2 separate regions of the Anas platyrhynchos genome follow, and region 2 is linked to region 1. The links are chromatin contacts, called in public Hi-C maps. All regions are on one chromosome and are shown on one strand. The core of a region is the stretch at or near the end of the contact, and the rest is flanking DNA. Distances in the headings are between cores, read along the strand shown.

The links. A called contact is a pair of places that touch in the nucleus more often than the background predicts.
Region 2: a contact with region 1 is called in a Hi-C map of liver, with 1.8 times the contacts expected there. The contact joins the enhancer-like site here to the promoter of MCM4 in region 1. A contact is called at or near these places in 2 of 8 Hi-C or Micro-C datasets (liver and skeletal muscle).

The regions. Positions count from the first base shown.
Region 1 is chr2:46,382,598-46,386,176 of IASCAAS_PekinDuck_T2T, reverse strand. It overlaps MCM4 (minichromosome maintenance complex component 4), which reads right to left and starts at 1,935. Exons shown (of 16, transcript XM_027452109.3): 1 at 1,506-1,935; 2 at 1,233-1,391; 3 at 990-1,153; 4 at 802-900; 5 at 573-668; 6 at 384-479. The coding sequence starts at 1,578. It overlaps PRKDC (protein kinase, DNA-activated, catalytic subunit), which reads left to right and starts at 2,091. Exons shown (of 86, transcript XM_072034678.1): 1 at 2,091-2,273; 2 at 2,366-2,442; 3 at 2,521-2,613; 4 at 2,780-2,854; 5 at 3,524-3,579. The coding sequence starts at 2,129.
Region 2 is chr2:46,429,032-46,432,610 of IASCAAS_PekinDuck_T2T, reverse strand. The region is part of intron 1 of UBE2V2 (ubiquitin conjugating enzyme E2 V2); the gene reads right to left. Among named protein-coding and RNA genes, the nearest start is that of UBE2V2, 15 kb to the right of the region's middle. Within about 2 kb of position 1,965, at least 6 of the 8 cell types and tissues checked have an H3K27ac peak or open chromatin away from gene starts, as enhancers often do.

The sequences.
Region 1 (3,579 bases), core at 686-3,185:
CAAACAAAACACAAACCTCACAGAATGAAATATTTTTGCATAAAGCATTTTAAGTGTTGCTGATCAGCCAGGAACAAGAAAAAGCCAGCTAAGCATTTCCTACATAACAGGCAACTCACTGTTTAAATCAGGTTTAGTTATTTGAGCATTGCAGAAGCAAGAGGTACAATACTTAGGACATTGCAGTTTACCAGCTCATTTTATATTTATGATAGACTCACCTGTAAGTTTTAACCACTAGGAAATAAAGCATTAAAATGAAGAAATGGAATACAGACCTTACACTGAACATAGAAAACACACATTGCATTTAAACAAAAATACCAAAAGCTGAAAATACAAAAAGGTCTCTTAACAGTCAGAAATCAAGCGTATTACTTCACCTGAGGATAGCAGATCAGTTGTCTGTAAAGATTTTCATCAAATGCTCTTAGATGGTCACAATTTACATTCAGAAATGGTTCCCCGACCATATTAATCTGCAAAATATTTGAAGAGAAAACTTAGCTCAATAGCAGGTAATGCCAAAAGAAAAAAAAGAAGAAAGCTACATTTTGCTACGTTACAAGTACCTCTTCAAGGCGCTGCATGTAGCGCGGCTCATTAAGATCCAAGCCGATGTCTTCATCCTCTTTAGCCAGCGGATCAATGAAACGCTGAAGAAACCTCTGGATACCCAAGGTGGCAGGGAAAGATGTGTGAAATTGAGTAGTACATGCCTCTATTTTGTATGAAATTTAACGCGTGTGAAAAAAATTAGCTTTTCAATCGGAAAAGGAGGAGGAGGAGCTGTTTGCCTACCTGGAATTTCTCCTTGCAGGCGGTTACATTCACATCGGTCCCCCAGATAACCAGCTTCTGCCCCAGGGATTGCTCACTGGCTACCAAATCCTCAGCCGGCTGCAGGGAAATAAAGGAAGCAAGTGGAAATACGGGCAGCTGGGCTAAAAAGAAGCAGTTTGGATAGAAAGCGTGAGGCGATGGCTTACCCCATCCGAGTGCAGGTCGACTTGTCTGGCTTTGCGGGCCGAGCCCAGGTCCGGCCGCTGCCTCAGCGGGGTGCCGCGGGCGCCGCTGCGCGGGGTGCCCTCCACCCGCGAGCTGGGGGTGCCGTACGTCAGCGGGGAGCTGATGTCGAAGTCGAGAGGGATGGCTGCGGAGAGAAAAGGGCTCGGTCAGCCCCGTCGCGGAGCCATGTCGCGACAGAGCCGCGCCGAAAGCTCTGCGGGTACCCGAGTGCCGGAACTGCGGCGGGCTGGAGAAGAGCGCGTCGGCGGCGCCGGGGCTGCGGGCGTCGGCGGGCGGCGAGGTGGGCAGCGGCTGCAGGTCCCCGGGGGAGGCCGAGTCATCCGGGCGGCGCCTCTGCGACGGCGGCGAGCGGGCGGATTGCGCTGCGACAGAGCGGCCGTTAAACCGTTAAGCACCGTTAAACGCCGTTAAACCGACAGCAACCCCCCCCCTCCTCATCATCCTCCCCGCTCCCCTTCCCTCCGCAGCGCACTCACGGGTGGCGGGGTTGCTGCTCCGGCCGCGCTTGCCGCCGCGGCGGCGGCTGGGCGTGGAGGCGGGCGACGACATGGCTGTGGCGACACGGCGGCCCGCCGCGGGGTCCCCGGCTCAAAATGGCGGCGGCCGCCCCCCAACCCCTCAGCGCCGCTTCCCCCCCGCGAGCCCGCCGGGGTCCCGCGCCGGCCGAGTCACGTGCTGCCCGTCTCGCGCGCTTTCTGCCCAATGGGCGCGCGCGGCGCGGCGGGATGTCCCATCGGCGGCACGGCGGGGGGGGAGCGAGAAGGGAAGGAAAGTGTTGGGGGGGAACGCAGCCCGTTAGATCACAGCGGTGGGTTTGGTGGGGTGCGCGTAGCGATGCTGTTACGCTGCGAGCCGCGCATCATCCTGACGAGCCGTAGGAAACGCCGCACACGCCTCACACACCACCCGCCTCCCCCTTCAGCCTGCAATGGACCCACCCCCTCTCCGCCAAATTTCGCGGCAAAACGCGGCCGGGCCCGCCCATTCCGCCTCCAGCAGGGGGGGGGGGCGGGGCACCCCACAGTGCGGGCGGGGCGTGCATCCCCGACACCCCCTCCCCCCCCCCCCCACTATACCGCGTTGGTGCGTGCCGGGCGGCATGGCGGGCCCGGTGCCGGGCGCCCTGCAGCAGCTGCAGGCCTGCCTGCGCCACCCCGACCCCCCCGGCGCCGCGCTGCGCGCCTGCGGCCTGCTCCGCGCCATGGCCGAGGCCTGCCTCGCCTGCCCGCCCGGCAACGCGCAGGGTACGGGGGGCTATGGGATGGCGGGGGGAGGCCGTGCCCGGCCCCCAGCCCCCAGCCCTGACCCCCCGCCCCTCTGTGCCGTCCCCCCGCAGCGCTGCACGCGTCGCTGGTGCTGTCGGCCGAGCAGGGGCTGCCCGCATTCGTCTGCCGCTCGCTGGGCGCCGAGGAGGTAGGCGGGGGGGGGTGGGGGGTTATGGGGGTCCTGCCCTAAATGTGAAGCGCTGCCCTAATGCCGGTCTCGTTGCAGTTCCGGGAGTGCCGGGAGGAGGCGCTGCGCTTCCTGCGCGTCTTCATGGAGAAGCTGGGCGGCGGGGCGCAGCCCTACGCCCGCGGCATCAAGGTAACAGGGCGCTGCCACACGGGCTGCTCCCCAACGGGACAGCCGTTAATTAAAAAGGCCTCAGTGTGTTAGCAGCAGAAGCTCTGAGGTGTAGGTGAACGCATCGTTATCTCTTGGTTTGTCTGCGTTTACAAGTGTCATAACTTCTGTTTCCTTCCCTACCTAGCAAGCTTGTCTTAGCGTCTATACAAAGGATAGGGCAGCCAAATGCAAGATCCCGGCTCTGGAGCTGCTGATCAAGGTAAAGTGCATGTTATAATCTCTTTTTTTCCCCTAGAAAAATCTGTTGTGTTGCTATACACATATACATATATATACATATATATACATTATATATATATATATATACACACACACATATATATACACACACACATATATACATATCACAGAATCACAGAATTTCTAGGTTGGAAGAGACCTCAAGATCATCGAGTCCAACCTCTGACCTAACACTAACAGTCCCCACTAAACCATATCCCTAAGCTCTACATAAAAGCACAAGCTTTATCTGCGTATAAGCACCAGCTTTATCAAGTAGGAAATCTGTAGCCCACAATAACAAGACATCGTTAATACTGTAATATTAGATCTTAACAAAAGATAGCTCTTAATGACAGATTGTCGTTGGCATTCCCACAGTAAGTCGCTCAGGTGCCAAAGTGTCATTCCTTCACCTGATACTGCAAGGCACAGTTGCTCTGGAGGCAGCTGCAGATTTTCTTACCCACTTTATCATGCTTCTTTAAGGAGAATTTTTCCACTTTTCTTGTATATTCAAAAAAAAAAACATATCTCATGTAACCTGTTAAAATAGATTAGACGCAGTGTGTGAAAGGTGCAAAGGAGGGCCTCTTTCAGGAGGCTTGTTACTGTGTGCAGCAGCAATGTTGTTTCTTGTTTATTCTAGTTGCTCCAGAATTTACGAAATTCCCATCTTATGGAAGAAATGAAAGTTGGGGAGAT
Region 2 (3,579 bases), core at 716-3,215, 46 kb before region 1:
ACTTGAGGACTGACAGATATTGCTAGATATTAAACAAGTAGAAGTTTAATTGCTTTACATCACTGAAGCTAAAATGATATTTCAGCACTCATGTACTGAACGAAGCTAATTAACACTTGTGCTTGCAGTCATGGCATGCTTTTATTTTCAAACACACAGTATGTAGTAGCAATAGTACAATAAATCTTCAACCTTCTTTTAATAATGATTCGTAACTTTTTTTTTCTTATATATCTTCTAATAGATACTTATAGCTATAGAGCTTCCAAAGCTGTTGTGGTTTTTTTTGTTGTTGTTGTTTTGTTTTTTAATAGGGAACTTGTTTTGTACTGGAAGAAACCAGGTCCTTCATAGAAATAAAACTTTTGAGACTAGGTACAGACAAAGTTCTTAGTAAGGAATACATTCTACATTAGTCTGAAAAAGACGGGGGGAGCAAAGGCAATTCTTCTGCACATCAGTTATTTAGTTGCTGGGATTTCAGGTTTGACACTAATCTTAGTCCGTATTCCAAGTGGCCTATCCAAAAAATTAAGACCAAAAGTATACAATATGTTCATTTAATCAATATGTACACATAGGAACCAGCATAGACAAACATATCCTTCAGGAACTACTCAAATAGCTTATTTTGCATAACTTTTTTCTACGCACAGACCAGGGAGAGTCTCCTAAAAATGACAGCAACAAATATCCAAGTTCTCCAAATGCCCAGAAGAAGTCATTACGAGTACAGCATCAGAACAGTGTAAGGAATTTAAGTCACTCATGTATGGCCTCACCTCCCTTCTGTCTTTGCTAGTACCACTCACCTAAACCCATTAGGAGCTACGTCAGCTTGCTAACCGAGCAGAAAATTCCACGTTTCGGTTCAGCTCCTGACAGCTTGACAAAATGACCCAGCTCACAGAGAGCTCAGACAAGTACCAGCATGTGTGAGGCCACGGCAGCAAAAACTCAGGATGTAAAACAACATTTTAAGCAAGTTCAACTACTCTGGAAACTTATTTTCACAGAGTTCACATATAATTACCTGAAAGTACTAACACAACAGGGATCAAGGAGCAGACCATTTATACTTCAGCATAGATCCTTTTAGACAAGCTTCATTGAAATGCATCTGTTCATTCCTCTGGTCCCGTCCTGACTTACTAACATTAGATCTGTGCATCTACCTGTCTAATTCAGACTAGGTATGAGCACAGACAATCACACTTCTGTTACGTTAAATAGGGTACAAAGGTTTTATTTTGCTGCTGATTCCTATATGCCCTGGACTGCAGTCTGCCAGTAAAAGGTTTATGCTAACCTTTTAAAAAAATATAATAAAAACAGGCAGCAGGGTAAACTTATACTAGACTTACGCTTTGCAGCACACAGCTGAAGAGTTTTTGATGGACACACAGAGTCTCCCAAACCCAAGCCCTGTGCCCCACTCCTCCTTCCCCCAGACACAACCACATACTTCAGCATCTGATCATCATCCCACACTTCTCCAGTTCTCCTCAGAAGCCTTGCTCTGACTGCCAAACACGTGCTTTATGGCTCGCCTCCTGCAGCAGCACATAGCAGAAGGTGGCAGACAGGCCCTGGGTTTATTTCCAAGCACTTGCTATCAGCACTCACCCCAACCTCAGGTGCTTCTGAGCTATCTGGGCTCCTCGACCAGCCCGACTGGCAGCCTCATTTACCAGAAAGTTCTTCTTCCTTGAAGTAAAATCACATCCACCCAGGTACTCAACTGAATTGACTCCAGAAGCAGGATCAACAGAGGCCAACACTGACTGCTGCATCTTCCAGTGCCTGCCTCTGCAAAACCCTGGCTGTGGAGATGAGGGAACTTTTGGTGCAAAAAGCCACTGGACTGGCTCAATTGTAGCATAAAATTGCACTCATCAGACCAATATCTGTGGGAGACGACAGTTACTAGAAAATAACAACCCGCTATGACTAACTGTCCCATGGCCATCACGATTTTTTCCACTACGTTGTCTGTGCTCACCAGTTCCCCTAACTGCCCACAGGGAGCAGTGAAGGACTTGGGAAAACTCCCAGATTTTTTTTTTTTTTTTTTACTTCCAGTAAATAATTCAGATCCGCTCTGAAAAAAAGATGAAAGGATCTGAACAGCAAGTACCAAGCTCCCCACACTAACGTTCCTCTTGGTGCTAGGGCTAGGGAGCAAAACATCGCTCTGGATTAAAAATAAGACTCAAAATACCTACTTTTACACAACTACACACCTATTGAGATTCAAAACCATTAACGCCCCTCCCAAAAAAGCACATTACAAATTCTTAACTAAAACTGGACCAAGGAGTCACTCAAACACATTCCCTTTCAGAAAGTTATGCAGTCCTACAACATTTGGGTTGGAGATGCCAGAAAGGACTGTATAAAAAATTGTGTAAAATGAAGCCGCTATTTCCTAAGAACATTCCCATATTTAAGACACTTCATTTAATTTTGCAGACTTATTTTAGTCCTTTATTTACACATTCATCATATACGCACAAAATATTTCACCTCATGCAATCTTATATTTAAGATTCAAAAATCAACCCCTTCCCCATATTTCCACCCTGTGCACAGCTTCATTATGGACGTCTACCAGAGCTTTTTTACAACAACAGATTAACAGGTCACTATTCCTGGCTTGCAAAAAAAAAAAAAAAAAAGCCACTAAACTGCTTTTTTTTTTCTTCCTTTCATATATGATTAGTGGCTTGTCCCCCTGGGGTGCAAATTTCTACTGACATCACTACTCAGTATTTTATTAGAAAACCACTGTTGATAGATTTCTTAAAAGTGACCCAGAATACTCTAAAAATGAACACAATGGATTAAAAAAAAGCCACCACCAACCACCTTACCTTTATAATGACAGTCTTAAGAACTACCAGCAAACTGAATTGGAATTAAATGCTACTTCCATTCGTAGTACACTCATGCACCCACACAAGCTATACTCCTTAAAATAAATCTAGGTAGCTGGAAGAACAGGATATACATGTGACATTGAACCCTCTTTCCAGTAAAACAACAGCAAGAACTTCTATTTAGAAAATTAGGTAATGATGGCCTGGATCTTTCTGCTATTAAGCTTGCACCTAATATATAGGAAAAGAATTATTGACTCACTATTTCACATAGGGCACAATCTACATTATATATTAATAGGGCATATGCAACATACAGTTTTGTCTCTAATCCAGACAAAACAGATCATCAAATATTTGTTAAGGACTTTGAAGTACTCCTTGAAGGAAACAGAGTAAGGATCAATATTTCATTTCCAGATTCTGGGCAACAAAACATCCTCTGCTCAAGTCTGCCAACTGTGCAGCTCCTCAGCAACAGCAGCTCCCTTGTTCTTCAGCTAGCAGCTCCCCAGTGCCTCTCCTGGAATAAGGAGCAGCAACTGGAGAGAGAGAGATGCCGCTAGATTTCCACCAGCATGGGACAGCCAGGAATTGCTGTTCCCAGTTCCTCCTGCTGATGGGATCACTACTGTCAAACAGCATGTACCAAGTTTTCCACACAGCTGAAGTAAACGCTGCACTCATCATGCTCATATAT